2 separate regions of the Mus musculus genome follow, and region 1 is linked to region 2. Evidence: chromatin contacts called from public ChIA-PET data. All regions are on one chromosome and are shown on one strand. Each heading gives the region's core, a stretch centred on a gene start, on an enhancer-like site or on the middle of the called end of the contact. The rest is flanking DNA. Distances are from core to core; before and after follow the strand shown.

Region 1 (5,353 bases), core at 1,642-4,141, 120 kb before region 2:
GACATCTGATGGCCAGGACTTAGAGGAAAAACACAAAGGGCTTGGGACTTAAATACACAAGAGGAAGAAGAGGAGGAGGAGGGAGCCTCAATGACTACTATTGTTATGACAATGGCTCAGTTGGTAAAGTGCTTTCCAGGACCGCAGACAGACGGCATATGAACTGAGTTCAGATACCCACCACCACTACATAAAAAGGCAGGCTCAGCCACGCTCAGATACCCACCACCACTACATAAAAAGGCAGGCTCAGCCACGCTCAGAGGACATCCTTCTTTCTAGGACCAGCACTTTGCCGAGTATCTTCATTGGTAAACACTGTAAAAACCATGCTGTTGACCCTGAACCATCGAGGAGAAATCGAGAGGGGATATCAAATTTCCTACATAATCCTCTTATAAAATTAGTACCTTCTTAAATGGTAATGAATTTCTGGCTATGGAACCAAATAATCCCAGAGGGCAATTCTCCTTGGGGAGGGTGTGGGAGGCAGGCTGGGCACACAATCCTCAGGCTTGCTCAGAGCCAGTGTAGCTAAAGCCTTGTCACTTCAAGAGCACATGGAGTTTACAGCCTGAAATACAGAAGAGGACATCCAAAGCCCGTTGCTTTGTCTCAGGGGTCACGCTACCACCCCAGCCTCATACACCTGGGGACGTGTGTCAGCCCAAGATACCTTCTTGGGTCTTCTTCTCTTAAAAGCCCATCAGGATCACAGGAACCTGTGATAGAAAATATTACAGAGGCTGCCCTACCTGGACCTTCATCCCACCAGGAGAGAAAGTGCTTATCAGGGAGAGGACATTCCAGAAAACTCTCCTGCATCGACCATGCTTGCCTCCTAAACCACCTCCCGAGTACACCCGGGGTCTGAGAGAATCAGTCTGTTGGGCTCACACCTGCAAGCAGCTCTGCCCAGGACTGGAGCTCCTCACTTCCTTCCAAACCAGTAGTGATGAGCTCAGATAACAGCCACCCCCACTTTCCCTACAGAGAACCACATCTATCGTCTGAGTTCTACTGGCCTTCTCCATTTCCAGCATAAAAGATCCCTAACCGCCCCCCACCCCAAGACCAGAGCGGTCAGCGTCCCCATCAGTGCAGTTTGAGACAAAGCAGATCTAGACGACACAGAACTCGGCCCTCTGGGGCCACGGTAGGAAGCCTGTGGCGGGAAGCCCTTCCTTGGTGTCCCCCGATAGCCCCTCATTGAGCAGTGAATGCCAATTATTCCAAGACTTAAGTCCACAGTCCTCTAGGAAAATGATTCCTTAGTTCTCTCTCTCTCTCTCTCTCTCTCTCTCTCTCTCTGTGTGTGTGTGTGTGTGTGTGTGTGTGTGTGTGTGTGTGTGTGTGTGTGTTGGAGCAAGAGGGCTCTTGACATGCTTCTCTTCCAGGCCTCACAGTCTTTGCTGGGGTGCCAGCTGGAGCAAGCTTCACACAATGGCTGGAGGCGATTGTCCTCTAGAACACTGTAGCTTGGAGTCCACCCAGCCACCCGCTTCCCTTTCCTCATTTCCACTACAGGTCCTTCTCTGATCACCCTGCCCCAGGCGGGCTCTGCTCCCTGATAGAAGTGTATTCATGACTCATGTTGAACACACGCACGCTCTACTTGGGTTTTAATTTATTGTACATGTTCCTGAAGGTTTAGATTTCACAAACACACAGCTAATCTCAGAGGTGGCTGTGTTCACTCTGCAAACCCACGCGGGCATTCTAGAACACGGTGCTGTCGGGTGTTTTTATTCCCTCTGAGTGGGCCCTGATAAATGTCCCATACGTTATTTGTATTGTGAAAAGGAGATTTAGGATAGGCCATGATGAAGTGCCCATTAGGCCCAGTCCGCCTCCAGCTGTCATGTGTGACATTTAGGACCGGAACTTGAGTCTTGGGGCAGCCTCTCTGACCCTCTCTGAACCTCTATTTTCTTTGTGGGAAGGGGGAGAGATGATCCTAAGGTTTCTTCCAGCTGTATAGTCTCATGGGGCCACACTGTCCATTAAAGGGCTGGGCACAGGGCTAGAAAGAGAAAGTGGAACGAATCTGTCTGTGTCATCACTGCTCAGAAATATGGGCCTTCATTAGCATCTGCATCTGCTTCTTCCCAGAGAGTTGCAATGGAAGAGCCATCTGCCTGCAGTCATTAACCCCGGGCTTGCCCTGCCCTGCTAATGTGCTCACTTTAAGGACCCCAACCCACCCCACCCCACCCCCCAAAAAATCATAGCCAGGAAGGCCCTGGCAAAACTAGCCCATCCCAGCTCCTTGGAAAGGCAGCTGAGCCTCAGAGTCCAGTTAGATAAATGCAGAAGGTAGGTGTTTGCCTTCCTGGCTGCTGGTTAGAACGGTGGTGAGGTCATGCAGAATTCCCTGGAGTCCTGAATCCTGGAACCCAATTATAAACGCATATCAACCCCAGCTCAAACAAGGCTCATTCCTAGGCTGCTAGCTGAGCCAGGAACCCTCACAGTGGAACTTCAGCAGCCATTTTTTTTCCAATTGTGTGTGTGTGTGTGTATGTGTGTATGTGTGTGTGTTTAAAACCAAGCTAGGAAGGTTCCTTAAGAAGGTTCCTGCCATACTGACAAGGCTCCAAAACTCTAACATGCCCACTCCACGTTGATGTATTTGCTCGGGGTTCTAATGCTCGATAGCATGTGGGTTCACAGGACTCTTTCTACCATTAAACTGCAGGTTAGACCAGGACAGAGAAGAAGGCTTGGCTATTCTACCTGTTCTCCTGGGACACCACCTAGCTGGGTGGCAGTTCCCATGCTGTGCACTTTAAAGCTCTGTGGCACATTTAACTCACACAACCTACCGACTAGACACTGTTTCTATGACTTCCTGGCAGCTCCTCTGTGCGAGGTGTTGACCTCAGGAGTGGTTTACAGCCACTAACTCATTTAATCCTCACAACAACGAGGTACTGCCTCTTTGTTGTGAGGACAGAGTGTTTACAGGAGAGGACTTGAGGCACAGGGAGTGTGGCCATGCCCCAGGGCCCCCTGGGGGTGGGAGGACAGTCACAACCGCAGGCTTCAGCTCTTCACTGCTCTTCACCACCATATTCTTTGGCTTCCTGTGTGGTCTACCATACCCAGTGCTCCCTAAATCACCTTCAGAGGTCAACATCAACAACAATTCCAATTTCTACTTTCCATTTCAAACCTCCCTTCTGCTGCCAGGATTGAGTTTCCCCTCAAGAGGGCCTCATCTGTCTGAGGGGGAAACAGCCTTCCCTCTGTATGTGAATAAGGCTTTGCATCTTTCACAAGCCCTGACACCTGATCACCTCTCTATGCCTTGCCGCAGATATTCCTATAGGGCAAGCAGAACAAGTGTTCTTAACCTCCTTTACAAATGTAGACTCTTTCCTCTGTGCTGGTAGGACACACTTGGTCACACTGTTGCTCAGGGTGGAGGCTGAGGCCACACCTCAGTCTGCAGCTCTCTCGGGTTCCCTTTCTTCCTACTGTAATAGGAAATGACTACAAATCGTATTAAGATTGTCCCCGTGGCTGAGTCACCAGACGAGTCTTAATGGGAGAATGAAGAAATGAATGAGCAAATAAATTAAATAAATAAATGAGAAGAAGCTGCATTGTGGAGGTGTGAGCTTTATCTGTAATAGTCCCCGTAAATGTTGAGTTTGTATTTAAATGCCTGGAGATACTATTACGAAGTTTGGAGAATGGTGGAGTTGGTGGCATCCTTTTGCACGGGCACGGGGATGAGTTCACATGACAGCTGCGGATGATGGCACACATCTCACTCTCAACACCAGAGCTGCGGAGCTGGGAGGACGCTCTTGGCTTCCTGACAAGATAGGTTCAGCAGGCTTCCATCTCAAAAAACAAAGTGGCAAGGGATCAAAGGAGACACTCAGCATCAGCCTCCACATGTGTACATCCATACACACACACACACATGCCTATGCACACACACACACACAGAGATACACTTAAAAAGGATATTGTCAAGGGTAGATAAATGTGGCTTGAAATTCAGGAATCACAGAAGCCTTCCCATAGGCTGTTATTCTAAGAATCCACACCCCTCTTCCCTGTTATTGGTCAATCTGTTTTTTAACAATTTAGAAGCTCTACGTCCTTCTCCAGGCTCAGGCCAATTCTAATTCTCCTCAGTCACATGTAGATGGTAACTTTTAGTTCATTCTACTTTATCAACATCTGAGAACACTGGAGCAAGATCACAATTCATAGAGAACATGAAACAGTTTTGGTGTGAGATCAGACAATCTCCTCCCTTCTTGAGCCTCACTTACTCCAGGGTTATTCTTTGTTTTTCTTAATTTTCAGTGAAAATCTACATATTAATAAGCATATTCATCTCTTTTTAAAACAGTCTGCTATATATACTCCTTTGTATGTGAGTTTTGGTGTGTATTGATCTTGGACATCCTCCTGTCAGAAAAAAAAAAAAAAAAAAATATATATATATATATATATATATATATATATATATATATATATATATATATATATATATCCTTGCCTCCTTTAAGGGATGTATTCCACTGTACAGATGTACCATGGGCCATGTGATACACTCTACCACGGGTCATGCGATACACTCTACCATGGGTCATGTGATACACTCTACCATGGGTCATGTGATACACACTCTAGTTACTGCTCGTTGCCTTCAACCTAGAACATGGCTGCAACAAACACAGATGAGGACTGAGGCAAAGGCTACTTGATGCATTCGTTGTCAATGGTCCCCCTCCCCTCCCCTATGTAACAGAACACATGTGGGCTGTATTTCCTAACCTCCCGTATAACCTAGAATGGCCATGTTACTAACGTCTGGCCATAGGACCCAAGCCAATGTGCGCATAATGACTTTTAGGGGCTCTCCTTAAGAGCAAGCACCTGTATTCTCTTCATGTTCTTCAACTGCATCTTGTCACACACACAACATTATGAGACCTGGACAAACATGTTAATGGAGATCCATGCATGGCAAACTCTGTGCTACCCTATGCTTGGTGTCTTTAGGTCATTTTACAACTCCGTGAGGGAAAGAACGCTGTAAGCAAAGCCAAGCACAGACCCTAAAAGCACAGACTGCTTCTAATGGAGGAGAAGCTGGTGGATATCGATCAGGTTTGCATCCGATAGCAGTCTCCTTCCCACAGTCCTGATGCCCTGCATGCATGCATTAAATTCCCTCTTAAGCCAGCTGGATCACTCTGCTGCTTTCCCCATTTGTGAGCTAAATAAAAATTTAACCGTGTATGTGTATTTGTTACACACGTGTTTGCCGTTCACTGTATTACTTCTGAAAGACCCTTTAATAATCGTTTTTTCTTCCTCAAATGGT
Region 2 (5,017 bases), core at 1,506-4,005:
GTACTGGTACACTCAGGGTAAATCCAGTGTGGCCTGTGCCACGCTGGTCCTAAACCCAGGGAATGGCAGTGTGTTCTGGAAGATTCTCACTGTCTCCCCCCACCCCTATCCCCCAAAGTACACCAGTGTCTCTACTGGAGTCCACTGAGTTTGGAGGAACCATCACAAGAGTCCCCCTGCCATTGTAATTCCGTCACCCTCTTGCTTGTAGCTCCTGACTTGACCCTTTGTTTTATGTGCACTGGAGATTTGCCTGCATACATGTTTGTGTGAGCGTGTTGGATCCTCTGGATCTGGAGTTACAGACTGTTGTTAACACCTATGTGGGTGCTGGGAATTAACTCAGGATCTCTGGAAGAGCAGCCAGTGCTCTTAACTGCTGAGTCATCACTCTGGCCGCATTTGATCCTTTCTTTAAGGGTTCGTCTGTAACCCATGGGATTTGGAACCCATTTGGATTTGTGTGTGTCTGTGTGTATATGTATATACATATATGTGTGTATTTAAAAGACAAAGTCTGTTACACACCGTTTGAAAAACCATGGCATTTTTCATCTACATTTTGATGGAGCCTTTAAGCAAAGACTGTCAATCTCAGAAACAGGCCTTCCCCTTCAGGAAATCAGCAAAGTGAAAGCTCTGGTCTGCTGTCCCCACTGCTGTCCCCAGCACCAGGGAACACGTGACCTTCCTCCAGCTGCTGTTCTGCTGACAGAGGGATACCTGTATCAGCCTTGCCTTGCTCCACACCTAAGTGTGGTCAGAAACGGATAACATCTAGATCTGTCTTTCCCAAGAGGGTGACATATCTGATTTCTAACAACCATCCCTTCTTGCTCAGTCATCTCCGGCACCTCTCTAAATTAACTGCTGAAGTCATGGAGACCAAGAGCTGCAGGGAAGTAAAGAGAAGATCTACACAAACAAACAAAATAAACACGGGTTAAAGTACCTATTGAACCGTGGGTGGCTGCCCTGTATGGAATCACTACAATGAAGAAAGTAAACCGAGATGGGCGCAACAACGACTTCTTAAGTCTATAGATAAGAGGGGAAGCAAAGACACACGTGTAATCAGGCCGGAGTATTTCTGGAACGATACACGAGGCGCCAGCCTCTTGGGAAGGAAGGGAGTCTGCGATAAGAGCGGGGCTAACTGCCGACCACTTCCTTTTCACTACTGAATTCCTTACGGTATTCTTCTATTAAGTTGTTAAATGATGAAAATATAAATATAATTAAGAAATTGCAAATCTATTGCATTTAAAACAGTATAAATCCTTACTTAAAATCTACTATAGTAGCCAGGCACAGGAATTCATGTAGGTAACCCCAGCATTTGAGAACTGGAGACAAGAGGATCAAAATCTCAAGATATCCCTCAACTATAGAGTGGGACTGAATCAGTCTGGAATGTGTTTGAGTCTGGGATATATACACACACACACATATATACATACATACATAAATACATACATACATACATACACACATACATACATACATATATGGATATATATAGATGGATATATATAGATGTGTATATATATGTATATGTATATATATATGGTATGTGTGTCTGTGGAATATATGTGTATCTGTGTGTGTCTGTGTGTATATGTATATACATATATGTGTGTATACATGTTTGTATTGAATTGGAAATATCTAGTTTCTTTGGAGACTCACCCAAAAGTCTTAGAATCCCGATTGGCCACTTCAGAAGGTTTGCACACAATTCCTAGGAATTGGTTAAGTTATCATGAATAAGACAGTGTCCAATAGATTACCTGTGTGCGACCAGGAAAGCAAACAGGAAAGGGGGGATATGGAGTAGAAATATCTGGTTTCTTTGGGGACTCAGTATATATGTATCCTACTGGCTTCAATATATACAATATAGTCGATATATATTTAATATAAACACACACACATCTCTGACTCAGAAGATAAAAGCAGAGCAAATCACATCAACGTTTAAATTAACGTGCTCTTTGATGCTTTCATTCACATGTACAGTACATTCTGGTCAGACACATCCCTCAACCCTCTCTTATCCCTCCGAGCCCACCAATGCCTCCTTCCTCCTACCAAGTCCCCGTCCCACTCCCATGTGGTTTTGACTTTGTGACCTGCTGGGTTTAACAGGGGCCACATGTTTGATACAGCAGTACCCACGGAGACATGGTTAGTGAGAAATCAAGCCCGAGTCTCCAATGCTGTCACACCACCCTAAGGAAAGCAAGGGGAATGAAAGGCCTGACCCACTGACCCTTGGGTTCATGTCAGCCCTCTCCTCCAGTGCTCATGCCCACATTCTGGCTCCCCTAGTTAAGTGGGGCCTGGATGCTTTCTATTTCATCTACATGACATGCTTTAGCTTGAAGGCTATGAGATCTAGGTCTGTGAATTCATCTCTGTCGCCAGTGTGCTTCCACCTCTCGCTTCGTATAAAGCAGGAAAGGCTCAGCGCTTCCACGGCTGCTCTAACCCCTCTCTTTGATGAGGTTTCCCGAGACAAAGAATGCCTCATGGCTCATCCGTGCCTACCCCAACGCCATGCTCTTTTTTTCCCTTGTGTTCTTATGTTTGGGCCACACCATTCCATCTGCTTTGAAATGTGAACTCCCAAAGGCAATGACTCTCATGAATCGTGCCCGCACAGGTCATTCAGGCACCTTCTGACACAGCAGTCCCTTTAGCTATGACACACCGGCTGAGGGATCAAGGAGCGATGGCCACAGGTGAAGTTATAAACTCACCACAACAGTGCGAACATGAGGTCTTCAGTCAGGAGCTTTGCTTCCGCCTGCTCTCTCTGCTCCTTGCTTTCCCTGACTTAGCAAGGCAATAGCTGCGCTGTTACATAAGTCCGGGATGATCTACATTCTTGGTCTCTTTCAAGAAACCCACAAAGTCAACACAATCGTTTGGTGGTTTAGGCACTGGCCATCAACGAAGCCCAGAATGATGCTCTATTTGTTATGTGTAAGATACTTATCCAAAATTCTCTTCATTTTGCTAACATCTATCCTTGACTGTTTATAAACCAGTTATTTTATTTAACCTTATTTTGGAGTTGTGTGGGGAAGCAGAAGTAAACCTAGATACACTTCAAAATAATATTTCAAAGGAGAGGAAAGCTTAAAAACGAAAGTTTGAACATCAAACTTCCTTTCTTCTTTTCTGGGCGCGGGGGAGGGGGGGTAAGAACTCTGATATTTCACTCGAGACTTTCTAAAATGTATATTAAAACTTTTTAACCTACCCACTCATTAATTAATTGAAAAGATTTCCTTCTGGCCTCTGACTGCTCAGGGACCTCCCCTAGCAATTTCCTTACCTATAATTATGTCGATGGGCTGAGTAACAGGTTGTATTATTACCCAAGTCAAATTGATGTGGGTGTGAATGTCCAATCAGAGGGCTTCTCACCTGCTGAGGCCCAGATGACAGAGGAGGCTTTGCCCGCAGGCATTCCCATAAGGAGAGAGCAGGAGTCTCTCCACCCCCCCCCCGCCCCCCAATTAGGCGGTAAGTATCATCTGAGTGTTAGCATTCCATCTCCAAGGGGCAGGGCCATAATAGCTACCAGCAACCCCCTTCACCCTGGCTTTCAAGCAGAGCCCTGGGCACCAGGACAGCGAGAGACTGAGAACTGAACTGCCCCAACATGACTCTTCTTTTCTTCTTTTCTCTCTTTCTTTTTTTTTTTCCCATGGTATGGGGAACCAAACACCATCACTCAACAGATACTAGGCCAATACTCTCTCACTGAAGTGAAACTATAGGCTTCTCACCTTGGCACGGCAAGGCACAGGGCGACTGCCCGACAAGGAGGATTCCTCCCTTTGCTGAAATACAAGGACAATGTCCAAAACTGCAGTACCGATTTTGTTTCTGGGTAGTCTGGCTCACTGCTGAGCTGCTAGTGGGTCTGGAAACTAGAGTGCCCTTTCCCAGCTCCTGGGTGAGCAGTATGACCCAGACCAACAGGGGCCACTCAGACACTGCACCTAACATGCTCAACATGTCTCTGCACACGAACATTTCGTACAACATTTTAGAAGTGGGATTACAAGCTAAGGGGTATAGGTGGCTTTCACACCAATCACTGCTGGTAGATAGCTTAGTGGTTAGAGAGGCCTAGACTCTGGGCTCCAGAGCCTGAACTTGACTTTATGCAGCAAGGGCTTCCATGTGCTAGGCCATCTTACAGCCCCTTGTTTGTTTGTTTGTTTTGTCATTGCTGCTGCCATCTTTTTTTCTTATTGTTTTTTGATGTGATGTAGCATGCAATCCCAGCTGGCCTCAAACTTCCATAGCTTCCAAAAGCCTTAATCACAAAACTCCCAATCTTCCTGCCTCTACCTCCCCTCTACGGGTATCACCAGTACCACACCCAGTGTATGAGTTCCTGGCAGTCATACAGCCTAGGGTTCATTACCCCACCACAGCCCTTCCCCAACTGAGCTATATCCCCATCCCCAAGGACAACTCTGGCTGGAAGAAGTGGGAATGCATGCAGGAGGCCCTGAGTTTGGACCCCGAGCGCCCATGTAGAGAGCTGGGCAGGGTCGTGGCACTTGTAATCCTAGAATCGGGCAGCAGAAACAAGAGGGCTCCTGGAGCTCACTAGCCAGACAGGAGAGAGCATGGTAAGTTCCAGGCTCAGCAGGAGACCCAGACTTGAAAAATAAGATGTGTGCACTAGGCAGAGATGCTGACATCTCTCTCTGGCTGCCATACCTATGCGTGCTGGAACTAGTGCTGCCAGGGGCATGTGCGCAAACACGTGTACACAATAAACAAACAAGAACGCCTTCCTTGCCTTTCTCTTAGAATGAATATGTGACAGCTGGAGTTATGGCAGCCTTCTGGAACAGTGTCAATGAACGCCATACCTTAGAGATGGTGAAATGGAAAGGTATATAGAGAGCCAAATGCCTAATGTATCCATGGGACATCATAGAAATTCCACCTACTTGCTATCAATGAGAAATGTGAGGGCTGGCAG

The links. ChIA-PET counts read pairs in DNA pulled down with a chosen protein or histone mark.
Region 1: an RNA polymerase II ChIA-PET map of memory CD8 T cells shows a contact between it and region 2, with 11 read pairs. The contact joins two enhancer-like sites. A contact is called at or near these places in 1 of 484 Hi-C or Micro-C datasets (the C10 cell line), 1 of 115 datasets of contacts at active chromatin or transcription factors (memory CD8 T cells) and 1 of 9 other capture datasets (embryonic stem cells).

Annotation. Positions count from the first base shown.
Region 1 is chr17:86,321,124-86,326,476 of GRCm38.p6, reverse strand. All of the region lies in intron 1 of Prkce (protein kinase C, epsilon), which reads right to left. Among named protein-coding and RNA genes, the nearest start is that of 2010106C02Rik, 37 kb to the right of the region's middle. Within about 2 kb of position 2,891, at least 72 of the 459 cell types and tissues checked have an H3K27ac peak or open chromatin away from gene starts, as enhancers often do. A contact at or near this core is called in memory CD8 T cells, where this site is marked.
Region 2 is chr17:86,204,334-86,209,350 of GRCm38.p6, reverse strand. The region is part of intron 1 of Prkce (protein kinase C, epsilon); the gene reads right to left. Among named protein-coding and RNA genes, the nearest start is that of Gm52296, 36 kb to the left of the region's middle. Within about 2 kb of position 2,755, at least 19 of the 459 cell types and tissues checked have an H3K27ac peak or open chromatin away from gene starts, as enhancers often do. A contact at or near this core is called in memory CD8 T cells, where this site is marked.